Linked DNA regions of Zea mays: region 2 is linked to region 1. The links are chromatin contacts, called in public Hi-C maps. All regions are on one chromosome and are shown on one strand. Each heading gives the region's core, a stretch centred on a gene start, on an enhancer-like site or on the middle of the called end of the contact. The rest is flanking DNA. Distances are from core to core; before and after follow the strand shown. Region 1 has its middle 48 kb from the start of LOC103641134. Region 2 has its middle 110 kb from the start of TRNAV-AAC.

Region 1 (3,522 bases), core at 537-3,036:
AAAACAATGATGTATTCATTTGAAACATGATATGACTTAATACATGAGTTTTCAAAGTGTCCATCAGCCAACCATAACCACTTTGTCTAGATGTCCTATCTTCATTATTTTCATGATACTTAAATTAATAATTGGAAACAACGAGAGCTACATAAAGTAGAATGTTTTGTGTAGATCTTACCAAAGGAATAACTTCTTCAATAATATTTTCATCATAAGATTCACTGCCAGAATTAGAGCCATCCTTATTCATGTATATATCACCCCAAGATCATTCATGTTGTATTATCCTCAAGATCATCATTACATATGTCATCACTGCAATGTAAATAATACAAGGTACAAACAATAATTAATAACAACATTATTATTACAATACCATTATAAAAGAGTACAAACAAATGAATTCCTTATATGTCCATATAGAAATATAAAGCAAATTAGTTCATTGCAAATATATCCTAATATTGTCCTAGGCACATCATTTCTTGTCATCTAGTCATGGTTTCTTTTTAACCACTGAAACCTCTCTTCTAGAGTATCCATAGTCAGAAACATCCCTAGGTGACTACTCAACGCTTGGTTGGGATGGTGGATGACCACTAGATGCACTCCAATGATCATCACCTACGTTGCGTATGTCTTCAAACATAGTAGCTAACCGTGTGTCTGGTTTGAGGTTAAAGTAGGATGGGGCGGGGACGACACTGTCCCCTCAATTTTTTGGAATCACGCTGCCACCAAAAAATTACTCTAGTGTTTATCTCGCCCTCACTTGACTCTCATCCAAACACTATAGAAACTGTGGCCGCCCCTTCCATCCCTCCTTATACATCCAACCAAACACACCCTAAATGGTCCTCATATTGCAACCCTCTACTCTTAAATCTACATGACCCTTTAATAGCCTGTAGTAGAACAAAACAATATTCAAGTTTCCAATAAAACAACATTCATATGAATATAGTAATATTCATATGAATCAAACAATATTCATCTTTCCTGTATAGCTTTATCCCATAAACCAAGTAGAGCACTAGCATGTCTACCCGATAATAATAAAACCTGGTATAAACAAGATAAAGATATGGGGAAAATAAAACTAGGCATCCTTAATAGGTCCCATCAATTAACCTAACTGCGCAATGCATATGTGAGAACATAATAGTAAATATTATATAGGTGAAAACAATGTGATCAAGGACACAACTTGCCTTCTACATCAAACTCTTGCTGCTTAGAGTCTTCAATATGTTGGATATCAGATCCTCCGAACACTTGCTATTCTACTCGCAATGGTACAAGCAAACAAGCAACCAATAAATAAAAATAACATTACATCAAACAAAGAAAATAATTGCAGAAAACAAATCTGCACGTCAATACAAATTCATAGGTTTAAAAACCATTAAAATTGGAGTTAAAATATGAAAGTTATGAATAAAACAAGTTTTATGGTGAAATTTATATTAAAAATAGCATTCCAGGGACTAAAGTGTGGAAACCGAGGACTTCTACATAATTATAAGTATAAATTTGTGGACCTCTGTGCGAATAGAAGCTGTTGAGATGGCGAGTTTGAAATATTAAAAGCTCATGGTTAAATCTACGGTTTCCGGGACCTATGCGTAATACTCTTTACATTGTATGTGACCACAGGTTTATTCATCAAAATTCTAGGGACTTTTTAACATAATAGACGCACGACTGACTCAAGTGACCCGGACCGCTTAGATCCAAATCCATGGTCCAGATCCAATCAACCTGAAATAGTATCGAAACTCTAATCTTGACCGTCCATCGGAGATCTGACGTCCAGGACTTATCTCTCACCTCCCGACTCCCAAGATGGCGACGCCACGACCCGTGCGGCGGCACTTCGCCGACGTGACGCGCGTCCGGCTTCCCAACCATGTAATCCAATCACTAGAAGTCTAGAAGGTGATACATGTAGCTGACAACCAAACGAAACGAGTAGGGATCTCATCAGCGCGAATCTGACGACGACGTTGTCTGCCCAGCGCCCACGGCGGCTCGGTGGCGGAGAAAACACTATGAGCAGACTCCGCAGTCCGCACTCAACAACGTACTCACGTAGGTTCTACGTGCTTCGAGGAACCACTAGAGCCAATCGTCAACACTAATTAGGCTACAAGAACACCGGTCGACGGCTTGTGGCTGCGTGTTTGGAATTTGGATAGCGGTGGCATTGCCATGCTTGCTATGGCGCTCCAATCTCTCGGCATGTTCGTTCTATGGGACAAGGGGATCCCAGGCAAGCAGGGCCCAGCTGTTCGAGTCGAACTCGGCGATACGTCCATGGGGGACTCGGAACAGAAGGAGACTCTAGCCACTAGGCCCACTAGACGGCCTCCCAAACGCGTGCGCCGGAGCAAGAGTCTGGGGAAGAGAACACCTGTGTCGGGTTCTTGCGAGGACACGGTGGCGGACCGGACTCGGGAGGTAGAGCCCCTGTCCAAGAGGGGAAGAGGGTGCTGACAAGTGACAATGGCTCCGAGTGAGTGTGAGCACGAGGTCTGTAGGAGGAGACAGCCTAGCACCAGGGCCCCACCTGCGAGTACCTCATAGAAAGCGCGAGGTATGGGGGAGGAGATGGGTCGAACTGGGCCGAGGTGGGCCACACGGTGAGAACTAAGGGAAATAGAATTGGGTAGGGGGGAGGCCCAAGCGCAGGTGAGGTTTTACTTTTTAGATTTAAATTTCCAAATCCAAATCTGATTTCAAATAGACTTTAAATTTAAATGAAAACGCAACAATTAAAATCCAGAATGCAGTGCAGAAACAAAGTTTTGTTTTTTCCACTTATTTATTTTAGGAAAAATTATTTAAATGCATAATTCACATAAGGAGGTAAAAATTCAAACAGGCTTTAAAAAAATTACTTAGGTTCCCGAAATAGAATTTTGGGGTTTACAAACCTGGATTCTAATTTTGGGGCATTCAATCCTCTAGGTCACCCTGTGTTGAAAATGCTCCATGCTCACCTATCATGTGCTAGGGATGCATCCTATAAGTATAGATTTAAGCCATCAGAAAGCTCCCTCTCCTTGAAGGTTTTCTTTGGAACAAAGGAAAAGTGAAGGAATTTTGAATGACTGGAATCTTAAAGGGAATTTTCCTATGTCACCCTTTAGAACAAAGGATTTAGTTTCTATAAATCCTATAAAATTCTTATGGAATGACTAATTGTATTAAAAAAATTTGGAGAATTTTTCACATAAGGTCCAACCTCTTGGAAACTTTCCTTTGTGTCTATCTATCTTCTAAATTATGTGTTCTTCTAATGTTGCTTCCAAATGCTCTATTAGAAGTTTTTCTATTCTATGTATGTAATTCTGGTAGGATTGCAAGCAGCATACAACTCTATTCCTATTTTTTTCTATTTTTGTGTTTTACCGATCCTGCATTTTAAAGAACGCCAAAGTTCTTGAAATTTCACACCCATATGAACATAGTAGTGCCTTAATAGCCTCTCGCCATTGAAAGGACTACATATGCTTA
Region 2 (3,537 bases), core at 18-2,517, 150 kb after region 1:
AAGAACTGTTTACCACTGAGATTGCATTCCCTAGAATAAATAAGTTTTCTAACAAAGACTAGAATTTAGTTTAAGACCTGATTGTATGAATATGAACTTTTGAATATTCTATTAATTTGGCTACAAATGATGTGTGTATATGTTGCATATTGGAGACATTCTTAAATGAATAAAGTATTTAATATAACAATATAATTGCAGTTCATGCTGAATTTTTGTATGAGCATTTGAACTCAAGTTAGAAAATATGAAATAGATTTGCAATTATGATTTCGATTTGGGATAGAAATTTAAAAGGGAGACAATAGAAAAAAGAGAGAATATTCATTTTTATTAACTTTTAATTTGACAACATACCCCAAATAATATTTTCTTAAAAGTGAATATGGAGTGTATTGCACATTTAAGGTATTTAGATTAAAAAATTTGAGATAAATATATATAAATTAAAACTAGACTTTGCAACATGCTGGATTGTGACAGTAAAATTAGAATCTCAAAATTGGATCAAAATTTGAAACCTGAAAGTAAATTTGAAATAAAAAAGAAAAGAAAACGTCAGAACTACCCTTGGGCCTAGTACTCCCATTCTCGGCCCAGCTAAATACCAGCCCACCTCACACACTGGCAGGGGAGCCCACGCGCCGTGCCACTGACCTATTGGGCCACCCCGTCAGCCGCTCCCCTCCCTATCTCTTCTCCGATCCAGGCGCTAACTGACGGCGGATTTCTAGGCACCCATCGCAACAGCTCTCCGGAGATTCAGGTCAACGACCGGCCGAATCGGCCTCATACCCTAACCCATAAAGCCGAGCGTTTCCTTCCTCCTGTCGCCATCGGCTGACCTGGGGTGTGGTCTCATCGGAGGGGCTGTTAGGCGGAAGGAAGATCGTCGCCCTCGTCCTCCGCGCACATCGTCGAGGTGCAGTGTCCAGTGGAGGGGTCCGTCGACTGAAGTCATGCGCACGCCTTCGCCCATGCTCGATAGATTCTTCTAGCAAATCGCAAGTGCGCCGCATCTGGCTGTGGCCTCGCTGTGCAAAAACGGCGCCTGTGCGGTCGGTCCTGCTCGCCTGGGTGAGGCATGGCGTCCGATCTAGTCTGCACCATGGCCAACACAAACCGTCCCCATGCACTCTGGTAAGGCAACACGATCTAGCGCCAATCGCGGTAGAATTAGTGCGTGGGCGCTGCCATACTCAGAACCTAGGAAAGAAGACGATCTCACGAACGTTCGATGCGGATCATGCGGATGGGAATAGATCTGGGGTTAATCCAATGGGAACCATCGATCGACAGTTTGAGGGTTGTGATTTGGTGCAAGGTACCCCTTCACCTTATTAGATCAACCATCGATCTTAGATCAGACGTCCTGGGCCTTTCTGCATTGTGTATCGGCCGGATTTGATCCGGGCCGTAGACCCTCGACCGGACGGGTCCGTGTTGATCTCGGTCAAATAAAAATCCAGACCGTTGATGTTGATCGGAGGGGCGCGGTTGAAAGCCGGTTCAAGATCTAATCTCAATCGCGGGTGTGTGATCGGACGACTTAGAATCACCGATACCCCTTCACCGTGCGAGTTTGCATAAGAGCCCTCGAGTGGTTTAATATTAGAACCCGCAGTCCATCTGCTTAGGAAGTACATTACTTTTTGGTCCCTGGATATTTACAAAACCACCCTAAACTCTATTTTGTGCATAAATAGGTATATAAAATGGATAAAAACTTAGAAAATTCATGATCAATTTATTTTCACTCCAAATTAATCCATTTCAGTTGCAATAAATTCATGATAATATGTTTATCATCTAGTAACCTTATTTTAGTATGAAACATATGGTTAAATTTATGTGCTTGATTTGCTTTGTATCTACCACTTAAAACTTGGCAAAACCATAACCAATTCATTTTAACTCTGATTTGATCCATTCGAATTACGTTAGCCTCATAGAAATATTTACTACACAGTAGCAACATTAATTATACAATATCACATACTTCTATAATTAAGTAACTAAATGGATTAATCTATGTTTATTGGATTAGCTTTTCTAATACTAATATAGTACTATGCTCTTATGGTTATAATTTGACTAAAAGATGATTTTTAATCAAGTAATGACTTAGATTAAAGTTGAGTTAATTATTTATAAAATATTCTCTCATATGATGTATACTAACCAATTTATAATATAGTTTAATATTTAAATCACATAGATCTTCTATAAATCATAACTCCTTAATCGTAACTCCAATTTTAGTGGTTCTCGAACCCATGATCTCGTAGCGATGTGTAGATTATTATTATGCAGTTTGTTCTTATGTTTGGTGTAATGTTAATTTTGCCTATACCCTGTTTATTTGTATTGCTACGGCTAGCGCGAGGTTACGAGTCACTTGAAGAGCAAGTTGGTACCTGGAATCTCAAGTCTCAGGCAAGTTGTGCCCTTGACCACTTTTATTACCCAATAATGTTATTTATAATCATTTATTCCTGCATAGGCTTAATTTTGATGGGACCCAATATGTCGCCCTAGTCTGGTTATCTTTTCACCTTGTTTACCCCTGAATTTTTGGGTAGTCATTGCTATTGTTATACATGGTTTTGGGATTAATATTACATTATGATTATGTTTCAATTTTTTATTATTGTTCTATTTCTGTTCATGATAAGACTATTATTTTAATTGGAACATGGAGCTTAACTTGAGAAACACGTGCCACCATAAGGGTGGAATGGGACGCCCTTGGCTGACTAACTAGGAAAGCTAGTGCTGAAGAACGAGCGGGAGTTTGAGAGGCTAGAGTGCGACAGAGGAGAAACTAAGTTAGGGTTCACGCACCAAGAAACCGTTGACAAAGATATATGCGAACACGTTAAGTCGGGCGTATCGTGGCAGGCTAGTGGCTCGGACCAGTTTTTGGCAGAACAGAACAAAATGGGTCGGACAGTGCTTCCAGTCGGGCCTACCTGAGTGTTTATGAGAACTGAAATCATCGGTTGGGTTCACCAGAATCAATTTATCAGGCAAAGCAGGAATTATACAAAAGCAGAGATGCAACGATCAGATTCTATTCAACCGGAGGAAGAACATTACAAAGGAAATAGGACCGACTCATTATGAGCCGACCCTGGTATCCTTGTTCTTCTACAACAACAACTACTACTGTTGTTGCTACATCTACAACTACACTATACTACTATTTATGTCGGTGGCATCTTGCCATCGGCATTATCGCCATCGTCATTGCCCTCGCCATCACCACCGTCACCATCGTTGTTGCCATTGCCGCTGTCGCCCTCGCTGCCGCTGCCACTGCCACTGCCCTCCTCAGAGTTCTCCGAGGAGTCCTCCTCCGAGTCATCCGACCCTTCGAGCCCTGTGCACTCGATGGACTGGATGTAGGCTCGGTCTGCCACCGACAGCCCCATGGAGTCGTCCAAGTCATCGGACAACACCATGGGGGACATCGGGGCAGGCGAGCCATCATACTCTGAGGAGAATTCCTCCTCCGAGAACTCCGAGCCCCCAAAG

What was found. Hi-C and Micro-C count contacts between places; a contact is called where the count stands out from the background.
Region 2: a contact with region 1 is called in a Hi-C map of bundle sheath, with 4 times the contacts expected there. The contact joins two enhancer-like sites. A contact is called at or near these places in 2 of 25 Hi-C or Micro-C datasets (bundle sheath and endosperm).

Annotation. Positions count from the first base shown.
Region 1 is chr10:62,070,370-62,073,891 of Zm-B73-REFERENCE-NAM-5.0, forward strand. No RefSeq gene overlaps it. Among protein-coding and RNA genes, the nearest start is that of LOC103641134, 48 kb to the right of the region's middle. Within about 2 kb of position 1,787, at least 17 of the 20 cell types and tissues checked have an H3K27ac peak or open chromatin away from gene starts, as enhancers often do. A contact at or near this core is called in bundle sheath and endosperm, where this site is marked.
Region 2 is chr10:62,224,239-62,227,775 of Zm-B73-REFERENCE-NAM-5.0, forward strand. No RefSeq gene overlaps it. Among protein-coding and RNA genes, the nearest start is that of TRNAV-AAC, 110 kb to the left of the region's middle. Within about 2 kb of position 1,268, at least 19 of the 20 cell types and tissues checked have an H3K27ac peak or open chromatin away from gene starts, as enhancers often do. A contact at or near this core is called in bundle sheath and endosperm, where this site is marked.